Regions from separate parts of the Bicyclus anynana genome. Here region 2 is linked to region 1. A link is a contact called in public Hi-C data. All regions are on one chromosome and are shown on one strand. Each heading gives the region's core, a stretch centred on a gene start, on an enhancer-like site or on the middle of the called end of the contact. The rest is flanking DNA. Distances are from core to core; before and after follow the strand shown.

Region 1 (3,201 bases), core at 260-2,759:
TCTTGACAGTGTCATAATATGAGTTATTTGTTTAATGAACGGCTGTATCTTAATTTTTCCTTCTGAGGTACAGAACCCTAAAATTGGATGGATATGAGATAGTTTATAATATGCTGTTGAAGTAGGTGGGAGAGAATTACCAGCAAAATCTCTCTATAACTTGGTTAAAGATCTTGACCTCAATAGAACTTTAGCAAGTTCTATATTAGTATCCAAAGCTACTCTATTAGGATTTTACTAAATTTGGCTACTCAGGAAGAACAATACATGTGGAGAATGGGAGTGTTAGTTAATTGTCAAAGTTATCCTTAACCATACACCAATTGTCACAAGTCCAGGATTCAGTTCAGAGATTTTCTCTCTGTCAGACAAAGGAGCCAGCATAGTGAATCCACGGATATTTGTATCATGACAAAAGCTTTGTAATATATTATACAACCTATTAATTAAAAGGTTCCATGCTGGCCCTTTTAATTAAAAAAAGTAAATTTTTAAGACATAATACTTACTTCATCTATAGCCAATCTACGGACACAATCCTTTTCATGTCGCAATAAATACATTATGTGACTTGTGTAGGTTTTTATAACATCTCCAGTATCAAATTTTTCAAAACATAGTTTAAGTACTTCACAAGTAAGACTTAGTTGTTCACTACAATAATTTAAAATATCATTACAATAAAATTAAATTGCTTTTGCTTCAAGTTTAACAGATTTTAATACACTTTTCACCAATACATTGTGATTTAAAAGGATCACATGTATAACATATATACAAATATGCTACAAATAGAGTACAGGTCCTAAAATACTCATTCTGAAGCATAGGTTTAAAAACTTGCACATCTGTCTTTACCCCAGCAACCACACTTTTCAGTGTCGCTACAGGGTTCAGAACACATCCTAGTGGCATTACAATTATAAAAATAGGCTATGTAAAGGAGGTATAACACTAGTTGTAGTGTTATGCAGAAAATCAAAGTGACTGGTGGATCCAGTGAGGGTATTATTCTATACTTAAAGCAATATAATTTTAATATTGATAATATTGATTATTGACTACATTAAAATTATGAGAGACTTCTGCAAAGTAAAATAATTAAAGTATAAGCTATCATACATTTTATCTGTTTCGTTAAGACAGTGTAAGATTTTGGATATTCCGATGTTCCTAATAGTAGGTACTGCTTCAGATGCCGGTTTGTACGCCAACAAGTTTTTAATGTCGTTAAGAGCCGTAGATCTTTCTTCTACTGTTTTCAGTTTTTCGGTGAAGATTCTAAATTGTTCATTATTTTGTTGAGTCATTATATTTTCTTCACAAAATTACGGAGTAAATAAATGTTTCTATATGTTATATTTATTTTCTTAAGCAGCCCTACTGCCCTAGAATTATTAGATAATATATTTATTAACTTAAACAAAATATTTATATTATAAATTGAAGATAGAAATTTTTATACAAAATGTGCAAAACAATAATTCAAATTTCAAATCACAAAGTGACAGTGAAAGGAAAATGACAGTGACACTGACAGATCACATTAAAAAAAACTAGATTTGCGGCTCTAAATTCTAATTCTGATCTAGAACACAGAGCAACAGAAAACAGAGATATATTACAGATCACAGAATAGATTTGTAAAGGACATGTCCCAATTTATGTTTGGAGGGTGGGCCTTTATTTCGAGTGTGAACTAAGCAGCACAAAATTTTTTATCTTAAAAGATCGTACCCGCATTTTTTTAAAATCATTATATAAAATGTATTTTTTCATTAGCTGACAACATTAATTAAGAATTTTTATCATGGCAACATGCTTGTAACTCACACCCTGACAGATTGTTAGTGATCTTCGCCAAAGATTACAATGTATTATTGGAAATAGATAGGCTACTCGAACTTTTTTCGGAACGAATGTGATAGCGCCATCTAGTGACTAGATAAGGTATTTTTAGTATTGTAAAAAGTATAAAAATAATAATGCATATTTTTTGTAAAGGAGAGACATTTTTGATTTTGTAATAGTTGAAGAAACCAATTGAGAAAAACAAAAAAAAAGACAAAAAGTTTTCCTTTGTTACCCCCGAACTCGAACTCAGGATTATTATATTGTACCTTTGTTATGCACCACTAGGCCAAATGACTATGTGGAAAATCGTTGAAATTAATGTACACTTACTGTTTTTCATTAATAATCCCTTTGCTTTAGAAATACAAACACATTCTTTCTATTACGCGTCAAAATTAAAAGGATAAATAATTCTTTTTTTTCGGTTTTTTTTCCGTACTTACACGGGTTTAATCTCTAAAAACATTCCAGTACGTACACATCTATGTAATTGTATTTACTATCCTGGAATCTTAAATCTAGGATGTAGATGGCGCTGCTTCATAAAGATTTCACGTTCTTCTAAGTTCCCTTGGCATGATCTTCGCGTAGTAGCGTTCGCATAAGGCGTTTTAAAAGCAATTTAAGGATTTTTTTGTTTAATGCTTCTCTGTCTACGATACAATGTTTCTTTTTAACTTGTGTCTTATTGACATTTGACAATATTACATGACATTGTCAGCTTACACCGGGAATTCAATTCCAGATGACGTTTTTATTGCCTGTTTTGAACACTTTTTAACCGACTTCAAAAAGGAGGAGGTTCTCAATTCGGTCGGTATTTTACTACTAAAAAATACTATCGACCTGCTTAAAAAATTATAAATAATAAAGGCCCATTTTGGGACATGTCCATTATATATCATTTTAAAGGGGTTTAAAATTTCTTTACAAGCATATTCTTAAGATTATCTCGCGAAAAAAATCGCGGAGTAGATTAAATTAACAAGTGTGCTTTAGACCACATGATTAAAGCAAGACTTCTTTCATAAATAAAAAAAAGTTTTACTTCAGTAAGCATGTCTGATTATTGAGAGAACAAGGCACTTGCTGCACATTTTAATTATATAATTAAAAAACTAAAATAAAATAAACCGTTATATTCAATATTATGTAATGCTACGAATAAGATTTCTTAGCTCGCCAGTCTAAGAACTCATCAATTTCAGCTTCATTATCGGAATCATTGTCATCATCCTCGTTTAGCATCTCTATATCTTGAATTTTCTTCTTTGTCTCTTCCTTTTTCAATTCCAAATCCAACACTCTACAAAAACAGAGGATTACTGTTTTAAATTACGCATCAAT
Region 2 (3,290 bases), core at 365-2,864, 280 kb before region 1:
ATTACAATAATTAATTAAAATACCTGATCTGGTAAACTTTCTCCATTATATAATACAATCACATCATTTTCAATTGGTTTTTGGTTGCCCAATTTCTGCTGTATTTTATCTTGAATTTCCTTTGTTTCTGCTTCCACTTTTTTATAACAGTGAGCTGGAATATAATAGGTATCATATTTAGATTTTAAAAGATTACAGATTATATTTCAATAATAATAATCAAAACAATAATATTATACAGTGGGTGTGATTACAAGCTAGCAACATAGAATTAAGGGCACATTATAAACATAATTTAACCACCAAAAATGTAACATGAACTTAGTGCTATTTTTTTATGCAGAAAAAAAATTATGTATCTAGACTCATTATTTTCAGCCCATGGAAGTCACAGAACTTCTAAATAAGAGAAACTTCCTTGAGTTGCATGCAATAATAAAATTAAATATATAAAAATATATGGATGATTCAACACTTAAAAGTCTGGCCGCTCAGAGTTTGCATTTCTGACAGGTCATGATCAAAGGGTTATCATTAATTTGTCTCATCTTTGTAGTGATGAGACAAAATAATGAGGCAATTACATAATGTTTGTCCCTTTGGATCACGACCTGTCAGAAATATGAACACTGAGCTGCTCGACTTTCAAGTTATCACATGCTCAAAAAAGGTTTCTGTATATAACTACCAGCCTATAGGTTACTATAGAGCCTCCCTACCTTTTTCCTTAGGTTGATGATGTTTACTCTTGTAATAATCATTATCAAGTGAAACACCACCAACTCCAGGCTGAAATTTTTTCAGAAGAAGGAAAAATTCGATATATCCGCCCAGCCAAACTCAAACCCAGGATCTTTTGACCTGTAACCACTTTGGTTAACTACTGGATCAAGGCACTGCACTTACTGATAATATATATTAATAAAAAATTTACCACATAGATGGCCTCGCTCATGGTAATGTCCGCAGCTGTTACACACAATGATGTTTGTTTTAGGTACCAGCATTTTCCATGTATACTCTGGACTGCCAAATTTTCTCTTCAACCTTTTTTCCACTGTTCTTCTAAATTTAGGCACTGCTAATAGAATCCCATCTCCAACAATATCTTTTATGGAAAACTTCTTAGGTTCTGGTAATCTTTTTTCATAAGTATATGCCAAAGCTAACTCTAGAAAATGCAAATACAATGCATTACAACAAATATAAATATAGAATTATTATATATATGTGCTTTAAGCTTACTAACAAATATGTATTTTGATATTTAAGATCTAACATGAAACATAAAATAAATGGTTTAAGCATACCTCTCGGTGGTAATCCAAATATTTGAAGAATATTTTTCTCTACATTCTTTATTATATTTTTCAAGTGGTGTACACGGGAAATCATTTTCACCTTAAAACAAACTAATAGTATTGGATGACTCCTGCCTGTGAAGCAAGGAACATATTTACTCAGGAGTGTGAACATAATAACCTACAGTGTGGTTAATGAACTACTTTCTAGTATTCATAGGTTTATATTTGTAAGCTTGATTTTATATCTCACCTTGCAATTACTTTCACAAATATGAAAAATCTTTTATTTGATTTCTGAAAAATAAAATATTAGGTTATTTAATTCTAAAATAAATGCTAAGAATGACATTGACACTGACAGCTTGGTAACAATAGGTCAATAAAATTATATTCTGTGGATTTCCACTATTTCCCGTAGTGCTGCCATTATTTATTTAAATATTCTCCTAGTCTTCCGCTATTTTGTGGACTAAGCCAACGATAAACAAAAAATAATATACAAAAGCTTTGAATTTTAGGTTATAGATTATAGAAAATCTTTATCATAAATATAGTTTTGATAAATTTAAATATTTAATCATCACTTACTTTTAGAGTTTACTGTGTATTGGGAAACAAATATTTCTAAAGGCTACACTGTCATCATCCTTATTAACATTATCAGCCCGTTTTATCGATCTAATATAGGGCCAGGTCTCTTTCCTTAAACGAGAGGGGATATAAAGCTAAGCCCACAAAGCTTTGGAACACCACGGTGAGCTTAGCTCTCTACCCATCGGTAGTGATAATGATAAATTCACTAACGACAACTATCAGCTGATGTTAATGACCAGGACCGATGGCCTAATTCGCTCTCCGCGGCAAGGGGGTGTAACATCACCGACTTTTCAACTCCGGACTGCAAATTTTAACTAAACATTTCTAATAATAAAGAAATCTTTGTATTGTATTTAATCATACTGTATTGTATGTATCAATCATATCTTGTATGTTATCTCATAACCTGAACCAGAATTTCCAGGATCTCGTTATCCACCACATAGGCTAACCACTAAACCGACGAGTCATTTATTGCTCTACTATTCTGCTTACAGACTTTAACCACAGTAGAATTGCAGCAAATTCTATAATAATTATAGAACGTGTATCTCAAACGCGTATTAAAATTTGCAACCTTATCTAACAGGATCTTATAAAATTTCATTGGACAGGGAAACAACATTCTTACAGTATACTATGTATAATCTTACAGGTATTCCATGACTGTTCCCCCGGGTTGAAAGTTTCTTCTCTCCGAGTTTCTCTCAGAGAAAGTTAAACCAGAGTTTTTTCTCCGCCACATGATGGTCCCAGCACCAGCAAGGTGAATCCATGGAATAAAAAATTCTTCATCTTTAAAAATAACTTAAATTATTTGTTCTCAAACATACATAAATACTTACAGGATTATTGTTATATTTCAAATTATCTATGCGTACATTTTTCCTTATGTAACAGGCTGATATCAAGATGTTTATCTAAGAAAAATCAGTCTCTTAGTGATAAATTAAAAAAGAATAGTTTCTTCAAATAATCAAACTGTAACGCAGCAGATAGTGTGATATGAAATTAAAAATATTTTTTTATTTATAAAACCTACTAAAAGCTACTAGTTTTTCATTTCTGGCAATACTGGTAGATTCGAAAGATTGACAATCAGCTGTCTAAGTGGGGAGGAAAAAGCTGATCGCTCGGGCGCTATGTGTGTAATGTAGTTCATGTCTTCAAGCGTTTGGTCGCAGTTGTAGCTATGGCGTGTTTAAGTTCGAGTAGGCTTTGTGCTCGTGTTCAGGATCAGTTAATGTGTCAATTCGGACCTAAAGTTCGAAGACAGACTGTATTTGTGAAACTCAAACCACCCGGACCATCTCCGTTGAGGATATTTGGAAAGACCTGTCAGGTTAGATAATTTCTTTAAAACGAATTATAACACCTTTTTAAAACTTA

Evidence for each region. A called contact is a pair of places that touch in the nucleus more often than the background predicts.
Region 2: a contact with region 1 is called in a Hi-C map of whole larva, with 5 times the contacts expected there. The contact joins the promoter of LOC112054842 here to the promoter of LOC112042871 in region 1. A contact is called at or near these places in 2 of 2 Hi-C or Micro-C datasets (whole body and whole larva).

Annotation. Positions count from the first base shown.
Region 1 is chr12:8,663,612-8,666,812 of ilBicAnyn1.1, reverse strand. It overlaps LOC112042871 (26S proteasome non-ATPase regulatory subunit 5), which reads right to left and starts at 1,509. Exons shown (of 7, transcript XM_024078056.2): 1 at 1,123-1,509; 2 at 510-654. The coding sequence starts at 1,310. LOC112042870 (zinc finger protein 830) reads right to left here. Exons shown (of 4, transcript XM_024078055.2): 4 at 2,979-3,160. The coding sequence ends at 3,013.
Region 2 is chr12:8,945,014-8,948,303 of ilBicAnyn1.1, reverse strand. LOC112054842 (39S ribosomal protein L32, mitochondrial) reads right to left here and starts at 1,614. Exons shown (of 5, transcript XM_024094756.2): 1 at 1,555-1,614; 2 at 1,311-1,436; 3 at 935-1,171; 4 at 24-154. The coding sequence starts at 1,395. It overlaps LOC112055112 (all trans-polyprenyl-diphosphate synthase PDSS1), which reads left to right and starts at 3,032. Exons shown (of 8, transcript XM_052884553.1): 1 at 3,032-3,243. The coding sequence starts at 3,094.